2 separate regions of the Gasterosteus aculeatus genome follow, and region 2 is linked to region 1. The links are chromatin contacts, called in public Hi-C maps. All regions are on one chromosome and are shown on one strand. The core of a region is the stretch at or near the end of the contact, and the rest is flanking DNA. Distances in the headings are between cores, read along the strand shown.

Region 1 (5,078 bases), core at 1,834-4,333:
GGCTAACGAGAACAGCTGAAAGAAAACCACAGAAAGGGGAAGACGCACCGGAATAGCTGTTGAGATGACCGTTAACGAGGAGGGAAATTACCTGCAGACTGTTTGATGGCTGATTTACAGTAAAGGTACTATGATAGTTTGTAAAGTAACCAGTCAGATATATATTTTAAATGTTTTTTGGTCAAAACTTAATGATGTATTTCCCTGTTTGAGTCATTCATCTGCAGTCAGAAGAAGTTTCAAGTCAAAGACTCACATGTATCTCATTGATTGGATATTGGGGCAGTACGGCGAGTCAAAACAAATCACGATTCCTCTTCTTGTAACCACGATAAATACACACTTGGCTCTGCTTTTTAGTAAATCATACACTATCCTGTGAACACGTCAGCTTTGAACACACAAAGAAAGAGCTTAACATCACCAACCCAGTGGTACTCCATTTGTTACACAAAGCTTTCCCAGTGCAAGGAAGTGCCGACAAACAGAGGGAAGCATCTCTCCTCTTGCGTCCATTGGACTGTGATCAGTACCTGAGGGTCGAGCACCACAGTGTTCTCATAAAAGGGGCCGAGACCTGCATGCACACAAGGTCACGCTGTGGTAATTAAGGTACACACCCAAGACAAACTAACGTCAAAGTGCCTGAATGCAAGGCCTTGTGCAACTAAATATATTAATGCGATTCAAAAAGGTTGAGGACCAGCAGCCGTGTGGACAGAGTGCTTTTGTCCACAAAGATTGCATGTAAAAATATGCAAAAGATAAGCACAGAGAAAGACACACAAACACGACAGACACTGGGGCGCTAAAGGTGAATCCTAACACAAGTGTCATACAAAAAAAGAAAAGCTTGGAGTAAATGCTTTCTATTTGTGGATTAGAGCGGTGGTGCCGTTGTCTTTCCTTACTCGTCCTACAAAGTCCAGAGCTTAAGTGTCTTCTGCCGTGTGGAAACATTCTCGATATCACATTATTCTTTCATAGCGGTGCTCGCTGTAACTCACCCCCCAAAGTTCTCAGATCACCTAACCAGATAAAAAAACACTTTGTCAGCAGCGGACCCAATGGCTCTCTGCTTGCACGGAAGCGGTGTGCGTGGACATGCAGTCGCTGTGCCACGCTTGTTCCTTTCTAATCAAGGACAGAACCAAAAAAAAAGAGGCAGGAAATAGACTTTTCAGTCACACCCAGAATCTGTCAATCAATACATGTAGGCGTGCATTTCAATCTGCTGTACATTTATACAAATTAGCCTTTATGCTGTTACAGGGAGACTTATTCATTGTCACCTGTTGGTCGTGTTTTTAATTTAAGAAAAATCTACCAGTGTGTGAATCATGAGCACTGGATGGAGTAAAAACTGAATTTGGCCTATTAAGCCCTGTCACACTACACAGTGTCCATTATTTATCCACAACAACGCAATTGCCAGGGATCTCTAAGGATACAACTCGTACAGAAACACAAGTAAGCGGTGGACTTTCCTCTAAGGGAAAAAAAAGATGCTCAGAAACATCTTGGTTCCAGTGGAAAGCAGCGTACCGTAACCCTGAAAGACAATTCGGATCAAGTTGCAAACTCTGTTAGGTGCTATATATAGCTCACCAGGATATTGTAGATACACAAACAGCATGGAGCTCCTGTGCACAAACACACACTCACAGTTAAACAAGAAGGCTTGGTAGCTAAAAGAGAAAAGTGGAGTATCCGCCTACGTGAACGGGCTCGAGTGCAGCATTGTATCAGCATATTCAAGGGGCTGAAGTGAGCACAAGAGGGTAGGATGGACACTTCACAGCCATCATAAAACCGTCACATTCTCATAAAAGGGAAAGAGTCGTTATGCTATTCACATTTTAAGAACGAACTTTGACCCACAAAACGTGCTACGCCTTGTCGGGTCGCTTTATAAACTGCCCGGCGTGTCTGAGTGTAAGTGACAGCAACATAACAGGACGTGCCCGCTCACGTGGAATTATATATATATATATATATATATATATATATATACACACACACATTTTCAATTACACGCACATCGTTCACCGAAGGTTCAATTAAAGCCAACCTCGACCAGAGTATCAGGACAGAGGCAGATAGCGTTGCGCATTAGTTCTCCGGAGTGACAGCGACAGGTAACGCCGTCGTCGTCACGCAGTCGGTCTCCTCTCGACGCGCTTTAGCCGCTTAGCTCGGAACCATTCAAAACGTTGCATCGGCTGCGTCTGTCAGATTAGCTTCCCGACGAGCGCGTGTACACACAATGCACGCGTTGTCAGGTTTTAACCGTGTTCGTGTGCGGCACGTGAAAACAACAACAACAACAACACCACAACGTGGAGCAAGCAGGGCATTCTGGTGGTGGGGAGTGTAGGTGGCACATGCCCCTGGTGTGAACCCCGACGCCCGCGAGCTGCTGCGCCAGCCGGGTTCCACGGGCTAACTTAGCATGATGCTAACTCACGTCCGCGCTAGGCTACTTGCTCGTAAACCGCTCCGCGTTGCCGTCGCCGTCACGTCTGCAAAGCGAACCGCCGCTAGCTAGCGGGATTTGAACTTTGTTAAAAGGCTCGCTAGCCACCCGGGCACTTCATTTTTTATAAAAAAAAGGGAAAGGGAAAGTTACACGAGTACACGCGCGTCAGCAGGACGGCTCTGAAACGCAGCTAGCGCGCTGCGGCGGCGGAGGGGGGGGGGGGCAGTGTTTTGAAAGGTTAGCCGTGTTCTCCAACTTACCGCCCGCGTGAGATCAGAAGAGGCCGATGTCAGCGCTGACGGGCCGGGTCGACATTCCCCGGAGTGGCCGCCACCGCTTGCGGCGCTCGCCCGTACCGCTGCGCAAGATGGTCCCGTTCTCGTCGTTTGATTTTAAAAAAGAAGCAGCAGCTGGTGTCGTTTGACGGCAGAGGTTCAGCCGGCGATGAGCACCGCGGCGTGTCGCGGTGGTAAGTTTCGGTTTGGAAATCAGAAAAGGGGACGCGTCACCTTGCAGCGGTTCTTGACTCCCACTATCCGCGCTGTAGAAGCGCAGGACGTTGCGTTTCCCTGCGAGTCCGTATCGCTCCCAGCCGCCCAACGATAATTAGCGTGGCCACACGGGCATCCGTATGTCACCGTTCTGTCATTCCGGACATCTGTGCTGGCTCAGCCTCGGATACTTAGAGGCTATAAGAATAAATAAATTACTTTAAAAAAAAGTATATATATTTCATATTTCTAGCCTGGTATTTTCAAAAGATTGTGATACCTCCACCCGCGTATTAAATTGTGTCGTTGTGATTTAAAAGGCACTATAGGCTCATCAATCTCATTTTCCATCGCAGAGCACGTCTTTGATGGACAGCGTCCTGTGGCGGAATTAAAATGAGTAGAAGAAGTAGAAGAAGAAGAAGAAGAAGAAGAAGAAGCCTCTATGAAAGCACTGTTGACTGAGCTCGCGCGCCTCAGGTTTGGGGAATTCCGTTGATTACTCCCTCTGGTGGTTTGGGTAGCAGAAGTAGGCAATTGGCAGCACATACTTTCAAGTCAACTTGGAATGAAAAAGGCCTTTCTTGCAATTACACAGTCTGCTTTTCTAAGTTGACATGGGGAGAAATGTTTCATCCAATTTGGGTAGCAGAGCCCTTGCGTTTTACTGCAGTAGTTCATCGAGTTAAGACCACTTACACGGTACTTCTAGAAGCAGCAGTAGTGCTGACTACCACTTAGCCCCACCAAAGCAATTGTCATGGGAACAAATTTTATTCTTCAGGTTGAGAGCAAATAATAAAATGATTTTATCCCACATGTTGCAAGTATTTTCCCTTGCAACTGTTAGCAACACTAATTGTGTAAAATGTAGAATGAAGCTTTGAACAACCCATAATATAGTTATGGGAGGGAGCTGCAATTATTTGTACCTAGTTTGTAAGAACTAGATCACAAATCTGCAGTGGAATACTGTTCAAAATGGAGCTGTGAACATATCTCAAACCACACAAGCACAAAGGATGGGCGTTAATCAACCCGAGGAAGACCTAGGACACCTGTTGGCATCGGACATTTTTAATCATTGAGTAATTTAATAGTCAGAGCTGGTAGATGAGGCCCAGGAAAGGGAAGTTTGCGGTCCCCTGCTGGAATTGTTGCCCACGCGACCTGACCCCAGATAAGTGGTTTAAGATGAGATGAGTATTTAAATGGCTTGAGATTTTAATCATGTCATCGTAGAGATGTGCACACTACATAATTCTTTCATCATATGTTGAATCATAACGGGCATAAGGCTCATTGGTGCTTTTATTTGCTTAAATAGCTAAATGTAAGAATAAGGAAACAAACCTTTAAGCTATGTGGGAGATTTTGTATTGCTTGTAATCCAAATAAAGAATATTCAGCTGCATATTCTGTTGATTGAATATTCTTAGGCTCTAGACATCACTCCCATGAAATAATCCAGCCCGAAGAGGCAAAAAAAACAGAATAAACAGCCAACAGAGAGACTACACTGCATTATAAAATGCAAAAAGATGGAGTGAATTCCATCCCACTGTTACCCCCTGAGATATGCTTTATCTGAGTCCATTATTCTCTGCTGGCTAGCAGAGGAATGAGCACAATTAGGTGAGGAAATGAGAGGAGAGGAGGAATTTGGACTCTGGTATTTGGAAAGAAAGAAAATGAAACATTGGAGGAAGGTCAAGAGAACATAATAAAGGAGCAGTGGGGAATGAGAGGACAACGGAGAGAGAGAGACAGGATGAGAAAGTGAAACTATGTTGTCATGGAAACTGGCATGGATCTGAAGAGCAAAACAAGAATGTAAATTGGTTCTCCCTTAGGAAATGTGATGGCGTTAGAGGGAAGAAATAAGCAGGGAGGTGTATTTAGAAGAGAACCTTCAATAATATCATATGCAAATAAAGATATTTGAAACCAAATGCTGTGTATTGGTAATGGTGATTACAAACCTGTGGAGCTTTAAAAGTAGGGGTTTATATTAACTCATCTACATATTACCGGCAGACATAATTGGAAGAAGGAGCCCTGATCTCTTCAGGTTGAGCAGTTTAACTACTATTTTAAAAATGTACCAG
Region 2 (5,078 bases), core at 804-3,303, 91 kb after region 1:
AGTTTTCTTTTGCCCACATCCTTCTTTCCTCACTCCTTCCATACGCCTCGCCCGTCATCTTTCTGGGGAACCCACGCCTCGCCCTCGTACACATCCCCGAACACACTGCACATACCCCATAGGCCGCTTCTCTCCACTGCGGCTGCCAAGAATAAGACAGGCTGATGTTGGGGCCCCACGGGGGGAGGCCCCCGCACTGGTGAAGTAGTGCTTCTTCAGCCTGAGCGCTCTGGTGAATTCATACACTTGGCTCTGTTTACTTAATATTCAGTCAGCTGTGGGGAGCGGGGTTAGCCACAGCTTATAAAACTCAGTCAGTATGACCAAGATGTAACCCCTCACTCCTCTTTCTCCAACAACCGCACAGAGAGACTCGTGCGTGCACAGATACACCCGAGAACATGCGCTCTGTAACATGCTGAAACACTTTGTCCCATAGGCTTCACCGTTAAAGAGCACAAAATATGACAAGACAATCCAAGTCCTTCCTGGTTCTGTGTATGAACACGTTGACAGGGATAAATATAGTGACTTTTCATGGTAGCGCACTTTTTAAAGTGACTTCATCGGGTGAGATCAGAGAAAATACTGAAAATGAATTAATCAAATGGAATTCACTGTAACCGGTAGAATCTTTTTAAAGCAATCACTGACAGTCTGGCTCTGACCGAGTTATAATCCCATTTAAGGATTAAATACAACAAATGTATACAACAATGACACAAAAGAATAAAGTTTGAAAACAAGCACCATACATGGCCACATTGCCGAGAAGATTTAAGCAGAGAAAAAAGTTACGGGTCGCTTTACAGCATACTGTCATTGGACAATCAGAATTTGTCCTCCTCACACATCATCAGTGAACTCAGGGATGTAATGAGCTTCACCGTTGGAACGGTTGAACAGGAACAAAGCGGAAAGCGAGGGAGCTCCAGCAAAACATCAGCTCTGTGCATGAATGTGGACGAATATGGATTCGTGTATGAGAGAGGGGGGGGTGGGGTAGGGGCTTAATAATTCTCACAGAGGCACATAGTCATTACCCTGCTGTGAGCGATCCCAGCATGCTCCATCTATGCCTCGACTGGAAGGCTCCATGGCAACCTCCGGGGTCAGAGGTCACGGAGAAAGGTTGCTTTTATCTTCTAATGAGGTCGGTACCTGGGGCTCCATGTCTCTCCGCCTCTGTCTCTCTGCATCTCCCCTGTGCAGTCTGAGGTGAAGGGTGGGGGGGGGGGGGGGGGGGGTCATGAATACTTGCCAAGTGACACCAATGCCATCCTCACTCATCCCCGCAATCGCCTCCAAGACGGCGTTGCAAGGGTGGGGGGGGTTTGGTCGTATTAGGTTCTGCCCTGTTGGGCGGATGAAAAGCGGCTCAGAAATGACTGTCCGGCAGTCTGGCTCCTCTTTGTGAATCAGGTGTTCACATGCAAATCAACAATTGCCTCACGAGCCCCGTGGATCCCTTTTACCTTCACTTTATCAGTCTGATGGATTACCTTCGCAACAACATGGTTTGTGGAGTGTTCTACGTACTCTTTGGAGTCTTAAGATTGATGTTATGCGTGTTAAACACAAATCAGTGCTGCCAAAAGAGTCTTGACAGAACAGTCAAACAAACCTGTGATTAACACTCGTCTTTTTTGAATCACTAGCTGGATTTATAGAGAGCGACACATCCTCGGAATCATGGACCGCTTAAAACAAATGTCCGTTGAAGGAGACGCGGCGCTTTCCTTCGGGCGAGCTGTTTAATGCCCATGGAAAACACACTTCCCTTGTCAATGTGATCACAATATATAACACAAGGCTCATTGGCCCATGTGCCCCTTCAATGGGGCAAACAGGCACCCTCACCAACCCCCGCCCCTCTCCCACACACCCCTTTACTCTCTCACACACGCCCCCTGTCATGTTGGCGGGACTGAGAAAGGAGTCCATTAACTCTGATTTAGTGGCAGTGTCATGCGGTCCCCTTTGTGAGGTGCTGACATTCAGTGAATAGGAATCAGAATTTGCACCCCCTCCTCCTCCATCTTTCCTTCTCTCGGCTCCACGCACAGGGCAGCCTCTGTGCTGCTGCCGTAGGACTGTGAGGGGATCAGCGTTGTACCAGAGGGGAAGGGGGGGCAGGGGGGGTGTGGGGGTGGGAGCTGCAAGATTGAGAAGGTTTTGCTGCCACATGTCTCTGAGTGGCGGACTCTTTGTGTCCGGGCCGGCCCTGTTTGTTTAGCCTTTCCTCAGAGAACTGCTTCACACATCGGTGCCTCATGCAGAGGACCAAAGGGAGCAGCTATGAGAGGTGAGGGGACAGGATGAGACTACGCAAACGACAACAACAAACAAGAAACAGCGTTTGAGAAGCTGGCACCATTTTGCCAGAAACCTTTTCTATGTCTTGCTATGAGTCAATTACTGAAAGGAGAAAATAAACCAGTATTTTCTTCCAGACTAACGTTAGAATAAGGATTAGCAGGAGGATACTTAACAAGCACCTTCTTCAGGAAACACACAGAGAAATCAAACTCCTGCTACGTTTGGTAATTCCTCATTCCAAACAGCCAACAACAATACTAGGCTGAAAGATTTATCATGTCATATTTTAAAGTTGCGGAAAGTTTTCGAAAGAGGTTTAACATGCATTTTATTCCTTCAAATGTAGCGTAACTAACTTTTATATATATTCTTCAATTACACCTTATCAATCCATGGAGAAATGGAATATGAGCACATATATCCAAAAGAAGGTACTGCTGTCTTTGCATTGAGTTTAAAAGTTGACCGTGCTAACTTTAAAGTGCCCTCACAGCTGTCATTCATTGGTATCTGTGGCTGCCGCTCGTGACCTTTGGAGAGTCCATCCATTTCGGACTAACCTCTCCCACCAGCCATGGCGAGGGGGTCACAACGGGCCCAGGTCTCAGGCATGCCGACGCAGGAGGAGCCCCGTCCCACGTGATGAATAGGAAACAACGGGGCAGGGAGGTCAGGCTGGATTATTCTACCCTGCTCTCTTGGAAAAATAAAAAAACAAAATAGGAAAATATTTACACAAACAGGAAGCGTAGAATTTGCTAATGATTGGAAACACATTGAGCTAATTTGTGTAGCTCTCTCTCACATTCACCAACACACACACACACACACACTTATAAGATTTAGTACCAAAATAGGAAACAGTTTGACAGCAAATTCTAGATAGTGGAATGTTTAAACCCAATCTCAAAGCCCATTAACGTTGTTGAGTGTGGGCTTCCCTCCAGCAATGTTAGATCAACCATAATAACATGCGAGTTTATGGACCTTTGCTCCCCAAATGTCTACCATGTTTCTAATTGCGTACATCTGTGGCTGGTGTTTTGATGTTTTGTCTCAATGTGCAGCTGTCCGTTCCCAACAGCCTGTGGTTAAGATGCCATCATCATCTGTGTCCACCTCTTGATGCCAAGTGATGCGTTTGGCTTGTGATTCACCTGAAGGTCTTTGCGTCAAGTCCCACGTTTTACTTAGTTATTGTCTATAATTCAAATAAAGGAATAGACATTCATTGGTTTTATGTAAATTAAATGACAAAACGCACATTCAGGATGCAAAACCCCCCAGAGTTGTTTATGTTTGACACAAGCTATTTCATCATTAAAATAAATGTGAATCCTAAATCTGGTGGACTTTAACCGAACCACCACAACCGTTTGGAAAATATGTTGTGTCTATATTTAGCATTACGTACCTCTTACGTCGCAGGCCTCCAAAACATAAATGTTCACATTAACAAAATGTTAAAGAACTTGATCATAAACACCTGTTCTCCTTTTGTTTATTGTGGCCGTGTTAAACTAATACAAATAGAGTGGATAGATTTATTTTTAACTATTTATGTTGCTATTTTGACATTTCCATGATTTTCGCTTGGCTGTCTTACCTCTATTAGTTATATGACGTATTAAATAGGGAATATCGTTATCGCGTCCCTAAGAATCATGAACACACAGTTTTGTTTTGACGGGACCAATGTCATATTTCAACCTGGGAAATGTCTATTAAGCTAAGAGGTTAACGTGGTCCCCACCATCCACACACACTCACAAATAAAAACACACAAATACACGCACACATACTCTTTATCATTCTTCATAGTTAACGTCTGCTTAAATTGTTTTTGCCTTTATCGGTGGCTCTGTGTCGGTTTCCTCTGCTGCACTTATTTGTCCACGTAGCAACGTTTGATTAAAATGTTGCACATTTACATTGTGGATTATTTAACTATGCGTTCCTTGAGTTGGTTTATATTGGGTAGCAGGCGTCCACACTACTGTCTTGTGTCTTGCTGTGCCATCAGAGGAGGGATCAGCGCAAATGTGTGCTGTGTGTTCCCCAGTGAAACTCGATCCTGAGTAATTGTCAGGATAAGGCGAGGGATTGACCTCTGCCATGAACCATATTTTCTGAAACAACACACACTTGAGCTAGCTTTGAAATATTCTCTCCTTCAGGACTCGAGTGGCCCACGAGGAAGCTAGTCATAAACTTTTTTTAGTGTAACTAAACAAAGCCTGTCGTAATTTCATTAGCCTACTCTTACATTCATGGCGCGCATGTAGGTGGTGGGTGCCCTGCTCTTCCAGACGGTGTCTCTCTGCTGGTCCTTGAATCACATGCTAGAAACGTGAAGCGCGAGTTTATCTGGGCAGGACCGGGATGTTCCCCACAAGATTGTAAAGTAGGAGTTCCTATTTTTCCCATTTAATAAAAGCAATCCTGAATCCTTCTAATGATGCATTGAAGGCCGCAGTAAATCAATTCACAAAGCTCTGCTATTGAACCTCGATGCCAATGTGGTCATTGTTATTCCAAGCGAGCCTCCGAGACTGTTACATTGTGTATTTGTGACTGATTTGTTGGAAATGTCACATAGCCATGTGTCATGTGGTAAAAAAAGAATATATTTTTATTAAAAGCTCTTGTCAATAATTTCACATTACCGAAAAACACACGTCTTTCCTCCCAAAGTCCCGCTCCGTCCAAATGTGGTGCGTTTGCATCTTCAGTATTGTGACACCTCGGATCCTGCAGCA

The links. Hi-C and Micro-C count contacts between places; a contact is called where the count stands out from the background.
Region 2: a contact with region 1 is called in a Hi-C map of blood and trunk muscle, with 2.9 times the contacts expected there. The contact joins the enhancer-like site here to the promoter of bcl9l in region 1. A contact is called at or near these places in 6 of 6 Hi-C or Micro-C datasets (blood and trunk muscle, liver, skeletal muscle and 2 more).

What each region holds. Positions count from the first base shown.
Region 1 is chr1:16,358,240-16,363,317 of fGasAcu3.hap1.1, forward strand. bcl9l (bcl9 like) reads right to left here and starts at 3,084. Exons shown (of 9, transcript XM_040177651.2): 1 at 2,740-3,084. LOC144410222 (a long non-coding RNA gene) reads left to right here and starts at 2,019. Exons shown (of 2, transcript XR_013468155.1): 1 at 2,019-2,138; 2 at 3,327-4,662.
Region 2 is chr1:16,450,543-16,455,620 of fGasAcu3.hap1.1, forward strand. It overlaps LOC120822949, which reads right to left. Exons shown (of 10, transcript XM_040182951.2): 10 at 4,926-5,078. Among protein-coding and RNA genes, the nearest start is that of LOC120822949, 7.5 kb to the right of the region's middle. Within about 2 kb of position 2,054, at least 2 of the 9 cell types and tissues checked have open chromatin away from gene starts, as enhancers often do.